Regions from separate parts of the Sus scrofa genome. Here all the other regions are linked to region 1. The links are chromatin contacts, called in public HiChIP or PLAC-seq and promoter capture Hi-C maps. All regions are on one chromosome and are shown on one strand. The core of a region is the stretch at or near the end of the contact, and the rest is flanking DNA. Distances in the headings are between cores, read along the strand shown.

Region 1 (2,700 bases), core at 196-2,695:
AACTATAATACGGAAACTAACCCGTGACAATAGCAAAAATTATAACACCATCTGTTTCCACGGCGCTATCATCTTTTATACGAAGTTAAAATATTGTTCAGTATCCACTACTTTTAAGACATCGGACACGCCTACAAACACGGAGAAGGCTCTTGAACTATCCCACCTCGGTCAACACTCGATTTCACCATATCAGCATAGGAACCCCAGGATTCAAATCTACCTTTCTCACCCCTCCAACCCAATTCACGTGGCCCGATCTCAGACGTGGCCCCACATGGCTATGAGCACACAAGGAGCCAGCATGAAGTCAGAAAACTATGAGAGCAATAAGGCAGAGGATGAAAAGGGGGTGTGCTGCGGAATGGTGCCTTTTTATCCGTTCAAGAATGTAAAACCTACAGAGCTGAAGTGGGCGTGAAGGGGCCCGAGCGTTCGGTTCATTTCCGGCATCCAGCCCGGGATGTACAGCCCCCCCGCCGCGAAAGCCTTCACGGAAAAGACCAGGTTTGCTAGGTGCCATTGTAAAGACCCCCCGACACTCCGGCCGTCGCGCGCGCCAGGTGTCTCAGCGCGCTGCAGCGACGAGGTGGCCTCCCCACGTGGGGACCTGCCAAGGGCCGGCCGGAGCATCCTCCCGGCGGCCGGGGCCCGCTGCGCGGCCGGCCGCGTGTTTCCCCGCGCCCCCACCCCGCCCCAGCTCGAGGCAGAGGGCCGCGCCGGGGCCGGCCTCCGGGTGGGGGTGCGGGGGCGCCGCCCGCGGGCCGGGCGCGAAGGGGGAGCCGTGCGGAGGCCCGGGCGCGGGGCCGCGTCCGGCCGCACCATGTGGCGGCGGCGGCGGCTGATGGGAGCGAGGCATCATGGCGGAGCACAATAAAGAGAGGCTTCTCGGGAGGGAGGGAGGGGGAGGAGAGCGAGGGAGGGGGGAGAGGAAGGGGGGGTCTCCTCCGCCCGCGCCGAGCAGGCCGCAGCGCCCCCGCCTCGCAGCGCCGTCCGCCGCCGCGGCGCCACCCGGCCCCGGCCCCGCGCGCACAAAAAAGGGCGCCGAGGCGCGCGCCGGCCCGTCCGCCCAGCGCCCCCCGCGCGCCCCGGGCCCCGCCGGCGGCCTGCGGCCGGGCGGACGGCGAAGATGGCGGCGCGGGCCGGCCCCCGCCTCGCCTGCTCCTCACCTGAGGTCTCGTCGGCCCCGTCGTGGTTGGAGTTGAGCTCCTTTTTACTGACTTTGGCCGCCGGCGCCGACATGGTGCTGCTCCGCGGTCGGGGGGGGAACGGGGAGGGGGAGAGAAGGGAAGGCGAAGGGGGCGGGCAGCGGCTTCCCCTCACGCCACACGCGCGGGCGCTCGCTCGGTCCGGCCGCCTCCTCCGGGCGCTCGCTCGCTCTCCCTCCCCCTGGCTCGCGCGCGCTGCCCTCGCGGCCTGACGACGAGGGAGGGGCTGGGGCGGCGTGCCGGGCCCCGGCCCGGGCTCCTGCTTACGGAGGGGAGGCGGCGGCGGCGGGCGGGCGGGCAGGCGGCTCGGCTCTCTCACTCACGCTCCGCGCTCCAGCTCGCTGCTCGCTCTCCCCGAGCCGCCTCCTCCTCCACCTCCTCCTCACGGCGAGGGGCGGGCGGCAGGGCGCAGGCGCGCCAGGCCCCGCGCGCACGCCCCGCCTCCGGCCGGAGAAGCTCGCGCCGCCTGGCCATTGGCTGGGGCTCAGGGACGAGGGGGCGGAGCCGCGGCGCGGAGACACAGGGCCTGGCGAAGAGGCGGGAGGAAAGAACGCCGCGACGTACGGGTCCGGCCCCCCGCGCCGCGCTCCCCTCCCCCGCTTTCCCCTTCTCCAGCCCGACCCGGGACATTTGCGCGCTACGGCCCTAGGGGCGGGGCCTCGCCAGGCTGCGCGCAGGCTCCCGGGCGGGTGCGTCACGTGGTGGCAGAGCGGCTTCCCTCATCCGCCGGGTGGCGCCGAAGAGAGGGGTCTCCGCAGCCCCCCAAAAGCGCAGGCCTGTTAGTAGCTTGGCTTCACATCGTTGCCCAGATGTATACCCACCCTGGGTTCTGCACTCAGGGACACTTCTGAGGCGTTCTTCTCGTGAGGAAAGCTAGGTGGCACCTCGTCTTGTTTCCCAGACGGGGAGCTGCCTTTCGGACTCTTCTCCCGCGTGTTTGCAAAGCCCGAAGCTGCCCGGTCCACTCACAGGCCTTTTCCTGGTTCTTAGTCCCAGCAGGTTGTGTGCACTTGGGCAAGTCACTTTACCTCTCTGGACCTACTTCTGTTATGGAATTATAGAATTCAAAAAAGACTGCGAGATCCCGCTGTGGTGCCGCGGGTTAAAATTCAGACTGCAAAAAGGAAAAAAGAAAGAAAAAAAAAAGGACTGCAGCCTCGCAGGCAAAGGTTCGGTCCTGGCCCAGGAACTTCCAAATGCTGCTGGTGTGAACCACTAAAAAAAAAAAAAAAAAAAAAAAAAAAAGGCAAATGGAACTTTGTGTCAGTGGTGATGTTAAAGCAAGGCCGGGAGTTCCCGTCATGGCTCAGCCAAAGGGAATCTGAACAGGATCCATGAGGACCCAGATGCCCTCTCTGGCCTCGCTCAGTAGGTTAAGGATCCAGCGTTGCGGTCAACAGTGGTGTAGATCACAGGGGCGCTTGGATCTGGCGTGGCTGTAGCGTAGGCCGGCAGCTGCAGCTCAGCTTTGACCTCTAGCTTGAGAACCTCC
Region 2 (2,700 bases), core at 77-2,576, 150 kb before region 1:
TCTGCTCAGAGGGCAGGATACAGTTTGGCAGGGGTAAAAAGCACTCGTAATGGAAAAGGTGGGAGAGGCCTTTGGGAGCTTTTCAGCTGTCCCAGCCTTCCTCTGTAGTTGAGATCCAAATTCCCCTTCCCTCATCAAGCTCTCTCCCTCTTCATCCTCAAAAGGTTCCTGGGGGGTAGGGAAGCCTCCATCAAGGAGGAGTGTGGTCACCAAGGGCTGCCCCCCTCTCCAGCCAAATCTCCAGCAGGAGGAGGTTGCCAGACACCCCCCAACCACCACTCCTTCTTCCCAAAAAAGGCAGCAGTTGCATCAGCTAAGAACCAGCTCAATCTTGGTTCACTCCAGTCCAGACCAGGGGAAAGAAGCAGTCTACAAAAGGAGCAGAATCATCATGAACCTCAAATGCCGGCAGCTCAGCTCCTTCACCTTGGGAGCCAACTTTGCTGGACCTCCAGCCTGGACCTCATCAGACCTGGCTCTCCCGCCCATCTGGATGCACAGGACATCTGTAGGGTCCAGAGCCTCGGACCCTGGACCAGGTTTCCCAGGAATCTCAGTCCAGAGAGCCCCCAAGAACCTAGCCAGGGATCTGCCCCAGATCAGGGCACAGTTCCCGCCGGATCAAGGAGAGGGAGGGGTCCAGGAAAGAGGGGGGTGTCAGAAGCCCAGGAGAAGGGGCTTTTTTGAAAACGAAAAAAAAAAAAAAAACTACCAAGAAGAGATCCCAGAGGTGGAACCTCTAGGAAGGGGGTATGTGTGTGTGGAGGGGTGAGGATCTGGGGGAACCCAGGGGATGACAAGGGGACCTGGGGGAGCCGAGGCGGAAACTCCCGGTATGTAGAGCGCAAGGAGGCACTGGGGTGCCTGGGAGGGGGCTCGCGCGCCGCGGCACCGCGGAGAGGGTGGGGGCCCCAGCGACCCCGGGGATGGGGAACCCGGAGGAAGGCCGAACTGAGCTGCGGCAGGAGGCCTCCAGGGAGCCGGCCCCGGCGGGCAGAACCCGACCTGTCCAGGGCGCCCGGGGCCGGACAGCTGGCCGGGGACGTATAGGAGTGGATTTCGAGAGGTGACAGCTCGTGCCCCCTTCCCCTCCCCACTCTCTTACCTGAGCCCGCCGCGCCCGGCCGCCCAGCCGGCAGCTCCGAGCCCCCGCCTCGCCGTCCCGCCGCCGGCTGCAGCGCCCCTCCGGCGCCTCCTTTTGTTTGTCCCTCACTGCACCACTCAGCCTCCTCCGCCCCGGAAGTGACGTCACCGTCGGGCGCGAACGCGGCGGCCAGGGTGTTGCCATCTTTTTGAGGGGCGCAGTCTCCAAGCCTTCACCTCCTCCTCCTCTCCCTGCTGGCGCCATGTTGCTTTGGGGCGGAAGTAGCGGAGCCGGGGTTCGGCCCCCTTAAAGGGACAGGGACTGCTGTAACCTTGCCGGCTTGGGGACGAAGGGTGAAGCGGCCGAGGCGGGGGTGAGTAGCTGCTGCCTGAGCGTTGCTGCCCCGAAGTCAGGTGGCGTGGCGGGAGGGCCTGGTAACTGGTTCCGAGCTCGATTGTGCCAGACCCCTCGCTTCGTTTGCGCTGAAAGGTTGACCCAGCCGGGAGCCGTTGCGCGCGCTTCTCGCTGACCCGCACTCGGACACAGGGACCTTCCGGGCTGATCCTCTCTGCACCCCCATCCCCCACTCCCCCACCCCCAGCAGTCGGTGGGGAAGAGAGAACCCAATGCAACTGGACGAAATCTGAGCAGAGCCGGGTCTGGAACGGGGTGCCGGACTCCAGCTCTATGGATCCCGAGCCCTCGGAGTATCCAGATTGATAATAGTAACGGCAACCACGTTAAGACAGAATCCGTACATTGAAAGACAGTGCCTCCACTAAAAAGAAAAATGTTCAATACGCACTAATATGGGACGACTTCCAAGATAACTTAGATGGGAAAAGGAAGGAGCGAAAAGAACAGCGTTAATCATACTACCGATTGTTTTGAAAGAACGTGTTGTGGGGAGGGGTACGGGTGTCTGCGGGTGTGTGAACCAGCCGCCTTGTCAAATAAATGCGAGAGAAGTTGTTCACTGGGGTGGCCTCGAACAGGAGAACCGGGATCCTGGGGATCTGGACATGGGGGAAGAATTTACTACCGAGTGCACAGGTTGGTTAAAAATAAAGTGGGAAGATGAGAATAATGACCGGTTCTGGTTTATCTAGGGCTGACAGGTGCGTGCTTTCAGCTCTCCTGCTGGAAGGTCTTGTATTTCCCCATTACGGGAGGAACCAGGCTGAGAAATTAGGGACCTTAGTAATGTCGCATAGCCAGGAAATGAAAAAGCTGGAATTTGAGCCCTGGAGGAGTTTACACTAATGCCATCATTCTTGCTTATCCCCCTCTTGAGAAGCCTTTTTGTTTGTTTGTTTGTTTTTGTTTTGTTATCAACCACACAATTCACTTGGAACCTGACACACAGCAGAATCCAGTAACTGTTTATTGGCTGGAATGGTCAGGAGACAACCATAGTGTAGAATGAAGAGAAGCGCGCTTTGGAGCCCAGAACCCAATCTGGAGCCCAAGACTTGCTTCTTCCAGCCTTGAGACTCTGGACCAGGCACATACCTCCCAGAGCCTCCATGTCCCCTCCTGTAGAACTAACTACAATGACTGACGCTGAGTGCTCCCACCTGGCCTGCTTTACATGCCAATTAGCCCCATTTTACAGA
Region 3 (2,792 bases), core at 97-2,596, 200 kb before region 1:
AGACAAGCCTAAAAAAAGGAGAGCACAGCGACCACAATGCTGCCCGATACAAGAGCTGACATGAAAAACAGCGGAGGAGAAAAACACAAACTGCTCCAGAAATAGTTCGATGGAAATTCCAGAGAAGAGAAATCTCACTTGAAACTTTACATGATTAAAAAGTATCATCACAATGGAAAAAAAAAAAAAAAAGTCACTTGAGCAGAGAGGCGCAGGAAGTCGTACAGAGAACAAGGGCAATACTTGTCATAAATATTTACTCAGAGCCTATTCCATGCTCTTCGGAGTGTTGAGTAGTAGTGAAAAGCCAAAAAAAGTAGCGAAACACTGCAGGCACAGGGAAGAAGTGACAAGGGGACGGTTAGCCGGGAGGGTGGCCGCGAGAATGGAAGCCGCTTCGAGCTGTAAGTGGAAGATGGAAGTGTGGCGATCTGGTTACAGATCCAGAGGCAGACACACGCCTGTTCGAAGCCTCACCGGACCCCTCCGCCAGTTCTGAGTTGGGTCTATGAGTCATCTATCCGTAAAACACAAGGTGCCGCTCGGAGTCGTGGGAGTTCAAGGAGATAAAGCCATGGAAAAGAACGCGCCTCGCCAGCCCGGCGCTGGTATCGCTCCAGAAGTAAGAACTGTCTCTTTCTTTTGAGTATTTTATCTTCCCGTCCCCAAAGCCCAGTACAGTGCGTGGGGTGTCCGCTGACGGAATCAATACAGGAGAAAATGAATAGATGGATGAATGAAAGGCTGGGCGGCCCAAGAGGGCAGAAACTGCAGGAACGTGGCTCGGCGACGCCCGAAACAGACCTTCCATGGAGAGCACATGCGGGACCCTGGGGAGCGCCGCCGGGAAGGGCCCAGGAGGCTGCGGCGGGGACGGGGTGGGGGCTCCCCGGGCGACCGCGAAGCGCCCCGTCGCGCCTCGAGGGAGCGTCACGCCAGCCAGGAAGCGGGAGGGGGGCGCCGAGGGACGCGCCACGGGGAGAGGGGAAGAAGGGAAAGGAACCGGAGACCGGAGGCGGGCGCCGAGGGAAGGGGTAAGGCACCGGCCCCCTCTCCGAGAAGTCGCTTCAGATGCCCGCGCGCCGAGACCGTTTGGCCGTAACCGCCTCCATCCCGGCGCCCGTCCGCCTAGCCGGCCTTCGCCCCGCCACTGCCGCTACATCGTGCCCTCAAATCCCGCCCCGCTTCCGGCTCGGATTCGACCCGGCGCCTAACAGCCACCCCCGCTGACTCGGCCCGCTCCGCACCTCACACACGGCCCGGTGGCGGCCGCCGCCATCTTCGCGCGCGCGCGCCCTAGCCCCGCCCCCAGACGCCGCGCCCACGTGACCGCTCGCCTCCGGGGCGTGGACGGGGCTTTTCGTCACGTGACGGCGGGCGGGGCCAACATGGCGTGGCCCGGAGCGGTGAGGACTCCCGGGCGAGGGCGGTCGAGTCAGTGAGGGAGTCGGTGGAGGAGCGACACCTACGCTTGAGGTGGGAGACGTTGGAGCGTGACCTGACGCCAGCTCCTTGCCTGCACAGAGTGATCATTCAGTGGCGCTTCCCTTCTGGCAGCAGGAGAGCGGATAGAGAACGTGCTGGCTGGGTGAAGCTACCGCTCTGTGCCTGGCGAGGATTGAGGAGCCCAGAATCCAAGGCATCTCCAGTCACCCGGGTTTCCCCGGGGTCCCAGATCTAGAGACATGACCCGAGAGTGCGCTCCTCCGGCCTCTGGGTCCGGGGCTCCGCTGAGCGGGTCCGTGCTGGCAGAGGCAGCGGTGGTGTTCATAGTGGTACTGAGCATCCACGCAGCAGTGTGGGATCGGTACTCGTGGTGCGCCGTGGCCCTCGCCGTGCAGGCCTTCTACGTCCAATACAAGTGGGACCGACTGCTACAGCAGGGAAGCGCGGTCTTCCAGTTCCGAATGTCCGCAAACAGTGGCCTCCTGCCCGCTTCGGTGGTCATGCCTTTGCTCGGACTGGTTATGAAGGAGCGCTGCCAGGCTGCGGGGAACCCATACTTTGAGCGCTTTGGAATTGTGGTGGCGGCCACTGGCATGGCAGTGGCCCTCTTCTCGTCAGTATTGGCTCTGGGCATCACTCGCCCGGTGCCCACCAACACCTGTGTCATCTCGGGCTTGGCTGGAGGTGTCATCATTTATATCATGAAGCACTCTCTGAGTGTAGGCGAGGTGATAGAGGTCCTGGAGGTCCTGCTGATCTTCGTCTACCTCAACATGATCCTGCTGTACCTGTTGCCCCGCTGCTTCACCCCTGGAGAGGCTCTGCTGGTATTGGGTGGCATCAGCTTCATGCTCAACCAGCTCATTAAGCGGTCTCTGACTGTGGTGGAAAGCCAGGGAGACCCCTTGGACTTCTTCCTGCTGGTGGTGGTGGTAGGGATGGTGCTCATGGGCATCTTCTTCAGCACCCTCTTTGTTTTCATGGATTCAGGCACCTGGGCCTCCTCCATCTTCTTCCACCTCATGACCTGTGTGCTGGGCCTTGGCGTGGTCCTGCCCTGGCTTCACCGGCTCATCCGCAGGAATCCCCTGCTCTGGCTTTTTCAGTTCCTCTTCCAGACGGAGACCCGAGTCTACCTCCTGGCCTACTGGTCTCTGCTGGCCACCTTGGCCTGCCTGGTGGTGCTATACCAGAATGCCAAGCGGTCATCTTCTGAGTCCAAGAAGCACCAGGCCCCCACCATTGCTCGGAAGTATTTCCACTTCATTGTGGTAGCCACCTACATCCCAGGTATCATCTTTGACCGGCCACTGCTCTACGTGGCCGCCACCGTGTGTCTGGCGGTC

Evidence for each region. Promoter capture Hi-C pulls out the DNA fragments that hold promoters and counts their contacts. HiChIP or PLAC-seq counts read pairs in DNA pulled down with a chosen protein or histone mark.
Region 2: a contact with region 1 is called in a promoter capture Hi-C map of fetal liver, with 5 times the contacts expected there. The contact joins the promoter of KYAT1 here to the promoter of SET in region 1. A contact is called at or near these places in 2 of 5 promoter capture datasets (fetal liver and liver), 1 of 47 Hi-C or Micro-C datasets (liver) and 2 of 2 datasets of contacts at active chromatin or transcription factors (alveolar macrophages and skeletal muscle).
Region 3: a contact with region 1 is called in an H3K27ac HiChIP or PLAC-seq map of alveolar macrophages. The contact joins the promoter of NUP188 here to the promoter of SET in region 1. A contact is called at or near these places in 1 of 5 promoter capture datasets (fetal liver), 3 of 47 Hi-C or Micro-C datasets (embryonic fibroblasts, epiblast stem cells and fetal skeletal muscle) and 2 of 2 datasets of contacts at active chromatin or transcription factors (alveolar macrophages and skeletal muscle).

Annotation. Positions count from the first base shown.
Region 1 is chr1:269,055,259-269,057,958 of Sscrofa11.1, reverse strand. SET (SET nuclear oncogene) reads right to left here and starts at 1,445. Exons shown (of 8, transcript NM_001244090.1): 1 at 1,170-1,445. The coding sequence starts at 1,242. It overlaps LOC102158334 (a long non-coding RNA gene), which reads left to right and starts at 1,704. Exons shown (of 4, transcript XR_001306652.2): 1 at 1,704-2,377.
Region 2 is chr1:269,208,179-269,210,878 of Sscrofa11.1, reverse strand. KYAT1 (kynurenine--oxoglutarate transaminase 1) reads left to right here and starts at 1,326. Exons shown (of 13, transcript XR_002337758.1): 1 at 1,326-1,457. LRRC8A (volume-regulated anion channel subunit LRRC8A) reads right to left here and starts at 1,219. Exons shown (of 4, transcript XM_001928850.6): 1 at 1,106-1,219.
Region 3 is chr1:269,258,050-269,260,841 of Sscrofa11.1, reverse strand. NUP188 (nucleoporin NUP188 homolog) reads right to left here and starts at 1,346. Exons shown (of 43, transcript XM_021069837.1): 1 at 1,248-1,346. The coding sequence starts at 1,279. DOLK (dolichol kinase) reads left to right here and starts at 1,358. Exons shown (of 1, transcript XM_001928919.5): 1 at 1,358-2,792. The coding sequence starts at 1,686.